Regions from separate parts of the Sus scrofa genome. Here region 1 is linked to region 2. A link is a contact called in public HiChIP or PLAC-seq data. All regions are on one chromosome and are shown on one strand. Each heading gives the region's core, a stretch centred on a gene start, on an enhancer-like site or on the middle of the called end of the contact. The rest is flanking DNA. Distances are from core to core; before and after follow the strand shown. Region 1 overlaps LPP (lipoma-preferred partner). Region 2 holds the start of LPP (lipoma-preferred partner).

The links. HiChIP or PLAC-seq counts read pairs in DNA pulled down with a chosen protein or histone mark.
Region 1: an H3K27ac HiChIP or PLAC-seq map of skeletal muscle shows a contact between it and region 2. The contact joins the enhancer-like site here to the promoter of LPP in region 2. A contact is called at or near these places in 1 of 5 promoter capture datasets (liver), 4 of 47 Hi-C or Micro-C datasets (embryonic fibroblasts, liver, skeletal muscle and 1 more) and 2 of 2 datasets of contacts at active chromatin or transcription factors (alveolar macrophages and skeletal muscle).

The regions. Positions count from the first base shown.
Region 1 is chr13:125,959,024-125,965,091 of Sscrofa11.1, forward strand. All of the region lies in intron 2 of LPP (lipoma-preferred partner), which reads left to right. Among named protein-coding and RNA genes, the nearest start is that of LPP, 180 kb to the left of the region's middle. Within about 2 kb of position 4,303, at least 8 of the 83 cell types and tissues checked have an H3K27ac peak or open chromatin away from gene starts, as enhancers often do. A contact at or near this core is called in skeletal muscle, where this site is marked.
Region 2 is chr13:125,780,600-125,787,127 of Sscrofa11.1, forward strand. LPP (lipoma-preferred partner) reads left to right here and starts at 1,774. Exons shown (of 11, transcript XM_021071250.1): 1 at 1,774-2,030. It overlaps LOC106508360, which reads right to left. Exons shown (of 3, transcript XM_021069821.1): 2 at 1,910-2,528; 3 at 1-1,380. The coding sequence ends at 1,183.

The sequences.
Region 1 (6,068 bases), core at 3,053-5,552, 180 kb after region 2:
TCCTTATCCCTCTGTGAACTTCTTATTCTTACTTATGAAGTGAGTAGAATGCTCTCTTCCTGCTTCTTCACCAGGTTGTTGTGGGCTGAAATGAGATAGTGAATGTGAAAGTGTTCCGCAAAACAAAGAAACTGCTGTGTAGATAGAAGAGCTTCTAATTATTAATGAATAAATAGAGCTTGGAACCTATGAGTAACTTTTACCTATTTCATTTACAGACACTTGCATTGCAATCTACTGAACCTTTTGTCTACTGACCATTCCAAGAGCTAGCTATCTAAGGTAAGAGAGGCTTGGCATTATTGCATTTATTGCTAATAGGCATCTTAGCCAACAATGTTTAAGATTGATTTCACCACCAACAGAAGAAATACAAAGGCATTTCATTTCTTGAGCACCGAAACCTGAAAAATCGCCAAGATAGTGTACTGTCCCCTCTTATGTCTTCTTCTTTTTTTTTTTTTTTTTTTTGTCTTTTGTCTTTTTTTTTTTTTTTGTTGTTGTTGTTGTTGTTTTGTTGTTGTTGTTGTTGCTATTTCTTGGGCCGCTCCCGCGGCATATGGAGGTTCCCAGGCTAGGGGTTGAATCGGAGCTGTAGCCACCGGCCTACGCCAAAGCCACAGCAACTCAGGATCCGAGCCGCGTCTGCAACCTATACCACAGCTCACGGCAACGCCAGATCGTTAACCCACTGAGCAAGGGCAGGACCGAACCCGCAACCTCATGGTTCCTAGTCGGATTCGTTAACCACTGCGCCACGACGGGAACTCCCTTCTTCTTCTTTTTTTAAGGGTCATACCTGTGGTATATGGAAGTTCCCAGGCTATGGGTGAATTGGAGCTGCAGCTAGCCACCTGAGGTCTGAGCCATGTTTGCAACCTATACCATAGCTCATGGCCGTGCCAGATCCCTAACCCACTGAGTGGGGACAGGCATCCAACCTGCCTCCTCATGGATACTAGTTGGTTTTGTTTCCACTGAGCCACAACAGGGACTCCCCCCACCCCACACCCCTTATGTCTACTTGATTTAATTTCCCCTTCATTTCCTAGCTTTTTAAGGTTTCCTACCAAAAGCACAAAAGTCTGGGCAACGTGGAAGTATTTAATGTCTCTAGTATGCCATACCTAGGATATTCTTGTCTGTTGCCTTCTTGTTTCCTCAGTTAGTATGTAGCAGGAGGGCTTTATCTCCAGTTTCCTGGCCCTTAATTGAGTACATAGCTGCACTATGCTGCCAGTGTTACCTGGCTCTGAAGGGGCCACACTTTACTAGTTGGGTCTGTCACTGTCTCTCATCTGCCCAAAACACTTCAAATAATTTAAGGCTACAAGAACAACAAATCTCAAGGATACAGAAAATGAGTTAGAGCCCTTTGAGACCTAGGACCCATAGTATCTGCATGTCACTCTCCTGGGGAACCAGTGTAAAGTAGGTAGCCCTTTGGCAGAAGAATTCACTCTTCTTAAGTTTGCTAAGAAAACAGATACTAGTAAAAATAAATTTTAAAAAATTAAAAAAAAAGAAAGAAAAGAAAAACAAGAAGCATAATGGTTGTAAAATTTGTAAAATATGAGTTTTCTCCTGCAGATAAACAGCTGATAGCTGTATTTCACAGCTAGCTCTGCTGTGGTCCGTATACTCTTCTAGAAGTTTTAGAAGAGGTGGGGTAGTCAATGTGCTGTTCCTAACTGCAAGCCCTGTAGAATAGCAAATTTGTGGAAGATTTGTTATCAGCATTTAAAGTACTGTAAACATTTGTTCTGCTGAATATTTTGTTTACCTTTTGCTGTGTATTTCCATGATCTTAATCATGATTTTATTTACACAGACCTTTGAAAGAATTGAAGTCTGTTGGTACTACCCCATATTTGTATGAGTTAGAAATTTAGAATTGAGTGGAAATTTTAGTTTTACATTAATATGGTTTTCAAAGCTGATATTCACCATACACATAGAATAAGGACAGGTCATGTGCAAACAAGGCCAGTGAGGAGACGTATGGACCATGAAACTCCTCTATGAGTAAATCAAACAATGCAGCCACTTGTGTTGTTTGATTTTATTCTCATTTCTACAAAAATACCATCTTATTTAAAAAAGATGGTAGCCAAAAATACAGGAATAGCTCCTACCTGTCTTTTTGTCCATCTGTAGTCCACAAAATGCCCCTGCAAAAAATCCTTTCCTATGTATTTCATGTATTTTCATGGGTAAACATATCAGAAAAGTGTACTATAGACACACCATAGATTTTGATAGCTCTATGAGGCAGAGACCTATTTGTTCATTAAGAAACTGTAGTTATTACATTGTTTCCTCCAATGCCAATTGTTAAATATTAATAAAATAAGTTTTGAGAAGTGGTTAACTATGCCCCCCTTCTTCACTAAAACCCATTTTGAAATTACCAAGAAAATTTTAATCATGTCTTGAAAGATCATGAAAAATTGCTCTTGAGACAGAGGGATTTAATATTTATTTTTCTGTCTATCATCCATCTGTCATCTATCTATCTATCATATCTATCTGTCTGTCTATCTACTTTTTTTTGTTTTGGAAGAGGTTTTGGTGTGGAAAATAGGATAAAACTTCTCAAATAGCCTTTGGAAAGTAGAGAAGTAAATATTATGGAGACATGCTACAGAAATTTAAAATAATCTTGTGGTAAGAATTGGTATCGGTGGCAGTAATGAAGACAGAATAACTGTTTAAATAAATAATTAGACTTGACAGTAGACGTGTCAACAGGTACCCACTTAATGAGTGTAATCATTGTTTTTCTCGGCTTTCAACGTTGATCCACTGACTGTGGTGTGTTCCCTGTCCAATTTCCAAACCAAGTCTATTTAAAGCTGTACTTCATGGAATCTGAAACTGTATACCCTGTTTACTATTTAGAGCTGATACCCGATGTTCTTTAACAGGGAATATCTGTACTTGAGCAAGAACAGGTTTCTGGCCTCTGGTAGAACATTGATTTTCCTTATTTTCTACAAGGTGATTCATTAGCAGGGATGAATAATGCCCAATTAATTCTCATGGACTTGTCTATATTGCTAGAGTGCATTGTTTATTATAATTTAATAGAAACAGCCCTAATCTGTCTTAACACAAATAAATCAGTGATTTTTTTTTTTTTTTTTTTTGAGGTGGAGGTAGAGACAGTAGTTATAAGTAAAATTATTTTCTTAGTCATCTGGATAGAATCTCATTGTTTGCAGGAGTGAAGCAATGCATTATGGGTTATGTTCTATGAACCCAAATTCATGAGAATCTAATTCTACTGCTAGCTCTGGGCCTTGGACAAGTCACTTTCCCTTCTCTGGGGTCCTTTTCAGTATCTAACAACAGATAAAGTTGGACTGGTCAGTATGGCATTTCTTCTAGTCAAATGTCCTATTTTTTACAATGTTTTTCCCTTGGCCAATCCTTTCTCCTACTGCCGCTTTTCCAATGTCATAGGAGAATGCAGTATGTGAAAATAGTTGTTCTTTTCAGCATTTGACTTTTGTACATACCAGAAGGGCAGGTAGTGATTTGAACTATACATACAGTATGATTGGCCATTTATGCATTTTTTTGGTTCCCATTCAGTTTCTGGTAGAAAAGAAAAAACATCTGTTCTTCCGTGTTTCTCTGCTCTATAATCTGGGTCTCAGTTTCACAGACTCTGGTAGCATAGAGAGGTTCCTCTTCTGTTTGTTGTTTGACTTTTCCAGGGTTGCAGTCAGTGACCTTAAGGAGAGATCAGAATGTTAAAGGCAGAGGGGACTTTAAGAACCACTCTAGCCAAATTCTTTCATTACAGAGATGGAGATTTTGGGTCAAGGAGAGAATCTGATTTGTCTAATGTATTAGTGGGCTAGAAGATCTGGGCTAGAATTCTTTCTTCTGACTCCATAGTTATATCTCTGTTTTAGGAGAGAAATCTCTATGTGAAGTGTGCTTTCTCTTCCTGATTTTAAAGGGACGCCATTTTCAGGCAAAACCAATCCCATTGTCAACACAGGGATGTGAGCTGCCCTTGAAACATAAATGGATGCCAAGCCTCTCTGTTTTTTCCATGAGGCATGGTATAGAGGATTCTGGCTGCTTGTCTTCTCTGTGTTTATTAGGAGGCTGTGGATTTCCCTGTAGTTCTTCCTGTAAGAGATTACTTGCCCCTGACCTCACCACTGTGTCTTCCTGCCCTTTTCTGATCCAGTGAATTATAGGAAGCTGAGTATGAGTTCCTAGCTGGCTATGTACTACGCATAGTTGGGAACATTAATAAAGAGAAGACAGATGCAGGATTAATACACAGGGGACAGGAGAGTAATAGCCAACATGGTGAAATCTAGTTCAAGGCCTGCAGTTCACAGTCACTGTGCTACCCAAGATTAACAGCAGCATCTTTCATTCTTTCAGACCTTCTCTCTGCCTTGTTCTCGTGGGACTGGGCTGGGACTGACAATCAGCTGGGATGATCTTTGCCAAAATCAAACTAATGTTTTCATGAGATTTCCAGAGAAGAGAGTAGTAATTATCTAATAGTTAGAAGATAACTTTGAGGCCACTGGGTCTTAACACTTATCTTATACCTCATAATCCTGGCATGTAGAGTGTGGCAATTATATTACTGAGTCTGTGGTTCAATCCTGGCTCTACTTAATTTGCTGTGACTTTGGTGAAAGCATGACTTTCCTCTGAACCTCAGTTTCTCCATCTGTAATATGGGAGGGGGAGGAGGCGGAAGCGAGTGAAATAGATGATGTCTGAGTTTCCCCAACTCTGATTTTCATGAGTCTCTGATTTTTCTAAGGTCCCATAGCAAGTTTGCAGCCAAGCTGAATCTGAAATTCTTTGTCTGGTTTGGAGTGCTCATCATGAAAACTTCCACTGTCTCTTTCTAAGCTGCATGCTTGTGTCTTTTAGCCTTGTTTTATTAAATAAACTTCTTTCTCTCTGAGTTGGAAGATCCCTTTCTGTCAAGGGACTTGCCTAAGGCAGTAGTTATTAATTTGTCTCTCTGTGTGTGTGTTTAGCGGTAGGGGAAAGGATTATGGAATATTTGGAAATGCAGATGAATCTATGAAATAGAAAATACATGTCTGCATAGAATGTTGTCTATAATTTCAGGAGGTCTGTAAACCTTCTGAAGATCATATATAGGTTCTAGATTAAGCAAAAGATATTTTTCAGTGTGGGAAGTCTGTGATGACATTTGGGTAACATACATTTCCTTTGCTGTTGGATTTCTCCCACAATTCACCTATTGTTTTGCTCTGAGTGTCAGACTCATTTATGAGCATGACTCTGGACATTTATTACATTTCAAGTTGTTGAGTGATGTCTTAATATTGAAATTCTTATTCTACTTATTTTATTCATTCACTCACTCACACACATTCACTCACTCAGGTGTTGTTTTAATCCAAAATCTGCTAAGTGCTATCCATTTTAATACTTCATTTCATTAATCTCATAAAGTAGAAAATTATTTTTTCCCACCTTTCTTATGTGGACCCTGAGCTCAGAGAGTTTGTGTAATTTGTCTAATGTCATACAGCAAATAAAATAGCAAAGTCTGGATTCAAATGCACATCTGCTTCAAGATGTGTGAATACCTCCAGAGATAACACAGACTATGAATAGGGACAGTGAAACAATTCTAAAAACTGTAGAAGTTTCTGGTAGGAATTGGACAGAGGCCCCCTGAAGAATACTCTGAATGTGAGCAATGGGAGTTCAGAGATGAACAAGATCATATGTCCTGAAACATTTACATGAAAATTCATTAATTAAGTACTCTGCTGGTACCTTCAGGCAGAATAAGAAAGTTGGGCAGTTGTATAAACTGCCTTATAAATAACTCATATTTTTCCCATTCTTTCAAACTTGTATCAGGTTAGTATTCTCAGTTTCTCCATTTTTATAAGTGAGAGGAGGAGGAGACAGAGTGATAGGGTCATAGAGCCCTGATCATACTGCAGGTTATCAACTGAATTGGAATCTCAATGCTTTGGGAAATCCATTTGTTGTTTTCTCCCTATTATGCGGGGGATTTTTACTAGAGATAGACTCCT
Region 2 (6,528 bases), core at 524-3,023:
GAGTATTGACTCTGTAAGGTCAAACTAGGACTGTCCCGGAGCTTATTCAAATCAGAAGGGTGGTCCTTAAACTCCTGCCCTAGGTCTGAACCTGAATGCAGGCCTCGCCCCATCCCACACTCAAAGACCTGAGGCTTATCTCCTGCCTCCACTAGTCATTCTGATGGCCCTCCCCATTGATCAATCGCCAACCCACAGTAATTTCCCAAATCTCCCCAGGCACCCCCCTCCATCCATGGTCCCCCACTGGGACCCCCACAACCACACGTGCCATTATCCTATTCCATCCCTATCATACCCAGGAATGTGTGAATTCAAAAACTTTGCACAAAAAAGATGCTTGATAAAAGGCAGGAGCAAAAATGTTTCTGCATTTTTTAATTCTTGGTTAAAAAAAAAAAAAATCCCACCAAATACCCCCAAAAGCAAGTTTTCTAGGTTTCATGAATTAGTAACTCACTGGGTACTCTCACTATTTATTAATAGGAATTAGAAGATCAGGGCCTCCTTGTTGAGTGGAAAAATCATGGGATTAGTCAGGGGACCTGGATGGGGGAAGGTGGGTTCAGGTGTTTCGTTCTGTTGCTTATTTTGTGTTGGGCAAGCCTCTTTACCCGATTTTTTCCTTAAATGGAAACAAGGGACTACAATTTGTCCTAACAAAAAAACATAATATGCCAGTGAGAAAAAAGTGCTTTATCACGTGCTGAGGTGAGGAATGATTAGACATCAGTAGGATAGAAATACAAGGAAACAAAGTCCCCAGCCTTAGAGTGCCTTCCAGGCAATGGCTGCTGCCCCTTTCCTAACCTTTTAACATAATAAATGGTGGCTCTCCTGGTTGCTCACATTTAAATGTCTGAGGAAAAATATCCAACCCCAAACTTCCAGTATCAGGTCTGCCTTTATTCAAACCAGTTCACCCAGTTTGCAAACTTTTTTGAAGCTGGAAGCACCCAGTAAGCTTTCTGGGTTTCCAGTCAGGGCTGTGAAGTAAATGTTAAACTCCTGGGGTTCATTTATTTAAGCAAGAGACAGAGGAAGTTGCCTTGAAGCAACTAATTGGTATGGCTATTCAACGCTCACTGGCAGTCAGAGCCTTCTAGGAACTGACTTCATCGCGGCCCAGGCAAGTTCGGAATCTCTGTCTAGGGTGGTCCTTGTAGCCCGAAGACATTTGGTTCACTGCTCTGCAGGAAGCAGGGAGCCAGGGTGACGGGAACAGGGCTGGAAAGATGAGCATCCGGGTCTCATGCCTGGATCTGTGGAGTACATGACCTTGCACAAGTCACTTCTCTTCTGAGGGCTTCGGTTTCCCCATGTGTGTAGTGGACGGGTTGGAAGTTGATGTTGGTGCTCTGACATCCAGTACTTTTGAGCCTGGCTGGGAATTCGGGGCGGGGCTCAAGAGCAAGTCTCCGAAGGGGATTCAAAGGCTGGATCTGGTTTGCTCAGGCTTACCGCCCCCCCTCACCCCGCCAATCTGGCGCCCTAAACAGTGGACGCGCTTTCCCCCATTTCTTCAATAGCCCCTCACCCCGGCAGTGTCCTCCTTCTTCGTTTCCTTCCTCTTCCTCCAGTGCAGGCAAAGCCTCCACATCTCCCTCTTTCCTTCCTCCTTTGCAAGCTCCCCGCGTCTTCTCTCCCTCCCAGGAAATCAACGGCCCTCGGGTGCACCCACCTTGGAGCAAGGCCATGGCTCGCGGAGGGCGCCCCCTCCCCCGGCGGCGAGCGCGGCGCGGCGGCCCCGCGGGCACCCGCCTTCCCATACCTTACATGGACAAATGCGTGCAGGCAAAGTCAGGAATTCAGGCCCCTGACGTCAGCCTCCAGCTCTCAGGGCACCGCACGGGAGACCGAGGGGAGGGGGTGGGGACGGTGGGGAGGAAGGAGGGGGAAAGGCACCAACCAGCAGCCGCTCCAGCCCTGCCGAAGTTTCACTTTTTGTCTGTGGGTTCGCTCCCGGGCCCCGCGCGAGCTTTCCCGGGATAAGTAGCTTTAGGAAGCGGGGGAGAGCCGGGCGCTGTAAGGTAAGGGCTGGCGGCGCGGCGCGGGGCGCGGTGCGGGGCTCGGGGCCGGGCCTGGCCGGGGCTGGGGACAATAGGAGGGGGAGTGCCCGGGCACCTCCTCCTTCGCCGCTGCCTCCGCCTCCAGCCGCCGCTGCCGCCGCCGCTGCCCCGGTCTCCTCCTCCCCGAGGTATTGCTGCAAATCCTCCTTCCTTCCCCCCCACCCTCCGCCCGCGGGCGCCTCGGGAACCCCCAGCCCTCCCCGGGCGCGAGCGCCTCCGGGGTGGCAGGAGCGCGGGCCGCAGGGCGCCGAGCGCGCGTCCGGCCCGGGCCGCAGGGCCCGCCGTGCGGAAGTGCTGGCCGCGGCGCGATCACGGGGTGCATGCGTGGGGGAGGGGGACCCCGAGTTTTTCGGGAAGCGTTGGCCCGGGGTTGGGCGGGGTTGGAGCCCTTCCCTGGGCGCCCCCTGCCCGGGCTTTTCAGGGCTCCCAGGGGGCGGGGCCACACCCAGCCGCTTAGAGCTTTCGCGGAATCACAGTTGTCACAGTGGAAGGGGCCTAAGAGTACAGGCTTCGAGTTCCCCCATTTTCCTGTTGAGGCAACTGAGACCCAGAGAGAAGGAGAGCCTCCCCCAAAGTCACTTATTAGAAGCCGGGCCATAATTAAAATAGATGGCTCCCAACTCCTAGGTCTTTTTTTTCAAGCATTTCTTCCTTCGGCACACACTGGTGCGGGCGCTGTACTGGGTTGTAGGGTCCTAGAGGCATTTAGGGCCCAGACTCTGACCTCAGTGGAGCGCTCAGCTGAGGAGCCAAGCCTGACCCAAGGTAGACGATGCTAAGTGCTGGAGAAAAGGCACGAATAAAGTTTGAAGGGGCTCTGGATAAAGGATTTGCTTTTCTGGTTCCTAAGGAGGGGTCAGAGGCTTTTGAAGGGTGGAGGGTTTTCTGAAGCCAGTCAGGGACAAGGGCAGAGGCCATTTGCAAGAGAGAACTGCAGAGCAGAGAAGACTAAATAAAATGTGGAGAGTGGAGATGAAGCTGTAAATGTTACTGTGCAAGGAGGCAGGGGCATGAGGTTGGACGGCCGGGGGTGGGGGTACATGAGATGAAATAATCAGTGGAATTGTGCCTCAGTTCTTGAACGGAGGGGTGTCTTTGTGACTTTGGGGTGCTAGAGGTGCTGAAAGATCTCTCCGGCTTCCCTTTCCTTCCCAGGGATCCAAAGCCATCTGGCCCTCAACACTACACGCAAAAAATGTAGGTTCGTTATTTGAGCTTCTTTACTTGTACCAGAGTCACTTAACTTTGTATCCATCCCCTCTCTCTTTTCATTTCCTCACCCTTTTCTAAATTGCTTGCTTTCCAATAAAACTCATTCTCACTAAAGTGTTAGTGACTTAGTGGCCTACCTCCTCCAGCACAAGTGCATTTTAAGAAAGCTTTTAAGTGGTAGGAGGGAAAGCAACTAACATCCTCCCTTCCCCACATCTTCACCCTCCCAGCTCTTAGGGGTAGGGAAACAAAAAAAAAGGTTCAGCGAAGGTGGGTGCTCCTTCTAAAGCCTGCAGTAAATAATGGTAGACTATGGAAGGCCAGAACTCCCTGGAGGGTTCCTTCTACCCCATGACCAGCCTTCTTCCTTTCAAGGTCCCTACCTGCACCAGGGTCAGTTAAAAGGAATAATGTGTATCATATTAAATCTTTACAAGGCAGTTCCCCAACCCCAACCCCAGGCCTTTACAGTCAAGAATGTAGACTCTAGATGGGTGACAAGTAGTTGGAGTTAGCTGTCTGAATGATAGGGGTGCAGGCCTGGGGCCTTTGTGTCTGGCAGCCCCCCCAAGGTCATGCTGCTTATAAACAGTAGGCAGTTCTAGTGCTGCTTGGAGGATTGGCAGAGGGAGGAGAAACTGAGCTGTTGAGCTGGTTACTATGGCTGGGACTGGTTGGACCCTTCTTGGAGTGGTATGTTCCAGGGGACAGTCTGTTCCAGGTGGGGGAGGAGGCTTCATTTTGAAGGTCCTTATGCCAGGCATGGATAATGGCTTAAAGTTATCATTTGAAGCTTTTGAGCAGGCCAGGACATGAGCGAGAGGGGAGGAACTGGCATTGGGAAGACTTCTGCCACCTATTCCAATGAGAGAGGCAATAATCTGGCCTAAGAGTATTATCGGTGGATATTTGATCATTTATTCCACATATGTTACTGAATATCTATTAGGTGCCCTTGGCAAATATGAAAAATTTATGGCAGGCTTCTGTATTTTATTGAGACAAATAAGTTGAGTTTAATAAAAAAGCATACTTTTTCACATTTTAATATCACCGAAATTGGATTGTCTTAAAGTCACAAATGTGTCATAGTTGAGCAGTTCTTCATTCTAAGTTGTTAATGGTACATCTTACAGTTGATGGTTTAGAGTTGATGAAATTGGTTAATCATACCCTTTATGAATGTACAGTGCTTTGCACTTTTTTATAAAAAGTTTCCAATCAGATATTCTATTTGAATCTCAAAAATCCCCTGAGAATTGGGCCTAGTGACACTGTCATCTCCATTTTACCTCATGTCTAAGGTCACTCAGATAGAGATACCCTCAAAATTACAGTCCTGAAGTTTGACTCTTGGTGTTAATATGTGACTTTAACTTGTTATGGAACTAGCATGGGTTAATTGGGAACTGGGAAGTGTCAGGTTGAATTTGATGTCAGAACTATGCCTTAAGATGCTGGAATGATGAGGTTTTTTTTTTTTTGTTTTGTTTTTTGGTTTTTTTTTTTCGGTTTTTGGCCAATGGCAGAGTGTAACTAACAAGGACTGAGAAGCTCCCGTAGCCCAGGGATTCACTGCATTAAACAGAAAATGGGCAGGGAGATAGAAGATGCCAGGTAACATAGTAAAACCAGAGGATGGAGCACAGTGCTATTTTTACACAGAAGGGAAAGGAGCAGTGCATGAAGCATGCAAATTCTGGAGCCTACCTGCTGTGAACCAGGAACTGGCTGGTCCTGGGAGCACAAAGATGAGGAGAACATGGTGCCTGTTCTTGAGGAGGGTGTGTGCATGTGTGTGTGAGCATGTGTGTGTGTGTGTGTGTGTGTGTGTGTGTGTGTTGTGTTGTTTTAGGGGTATGTTTCTGCTGCACTGAGGAGGTTTGACCTCAGGGAAACTACCAGAGGGAATGGTGTCTGAAGAGAATCTTTAGGGCCAAATAGGAATTGCCCAAGTGGAAGGACAGGTAAGAATTTAACTCGTTTGTCACATGTAGATGGATGTAGGGAAGAGGCTGGTTTTGAATGGCCAGCAGTGATTGGGGTGGTGGGAAATGGAGAAAAGGGAGGGCTTTCTTTTTTTGCTAAATAGAATTAAATGGGCTACTAAAGGATTCTCTAGAGATTTGCTTGAAAACAAGTCTGGTTAAGGGCTCTGGGACCCTCTGTGGGATTAGATATTGGGTTGGTAAGGCAGGAAGAAGAGCAGCACATTTAGTAACTGGTTGAGTGAAGCTGAGACTTTGACCCTGGGCAGTAATTAGGAGTCCTAGTTCAGTGCGTTGGTGGGTGGGGAATTTCCTGGAATAAGGCATCAGAAGGCTGCACCTAGCTAGAAGAAAGCTAGGCAAGGAAGGGGGAGGTTTAGTTGTGAAGCATGTAGGAAGCTCCTATCTGAATGGAAAGGCACTGGCTTGAGGGTGTGTGTGTAAACAAAGGTGGGGATGGGGAGTTCCCATCGTGGCGCAGTGGTTAACGAATCCGACTAGGAACCATGAGGTTGCAGGTTCGGTCCCTGCCCTTGCTCAGTGGGTTAACGATCCGGCGTTGCCGTGAGCTGTGGTGTAGGTTGCAGACGCGGCTCGGATCCCGCGTTGCTGTGGCTCTGGCGTAGGCCGGTGGCTACAGCTCCGATTCAACCCCTAGCCTGGGAACCTCCATATGCCTCGGGAGCGGCCCAAGAAATAGCAACAACAACAACAACAAAGGACAAAAAAAGACAAAAAAAAAAAAAAAAAACAAAGGTGGGGAAGTGAATAAGGAATAGAAGTGTGTTACTGAAATCTGTTCCACTTGGCTTGGATGAGTGGAAGAAATGGTGGTGCATTCTTAATGCAAGTCGTAGGAATGGGAAAGGACCCTGGTGCATTGATGAGGACTGCACCTTTCCAGACTTTCTACAAACAGGGTGGGTGGGAAGCCGGTGGGGAGGGTTTAATGGCTTTCATACTTGAAAGCCACATAATTGATGCTAGAAAATGTTTATCTTTTTGTCCTTTTTTAATAGTAATAATAATAATAAACGAGTACTAACCATGTACTTATATAATTCTCATACTGATTCATTAAAGTAGGTTTTGTGATTATTAATTTCATTTTGTGAACTTTTCCTCATTTACAGCCTCTTCACCACTTTTCTGTGCCCACAGAAAAGTGCAAATTGTAGATGAAAAATTAAATCAGTCGATCTAAGAAAGAATTGGAAATTTTTATTCAAGCCAAATTTGAGGATTATAACCTTGAAGGA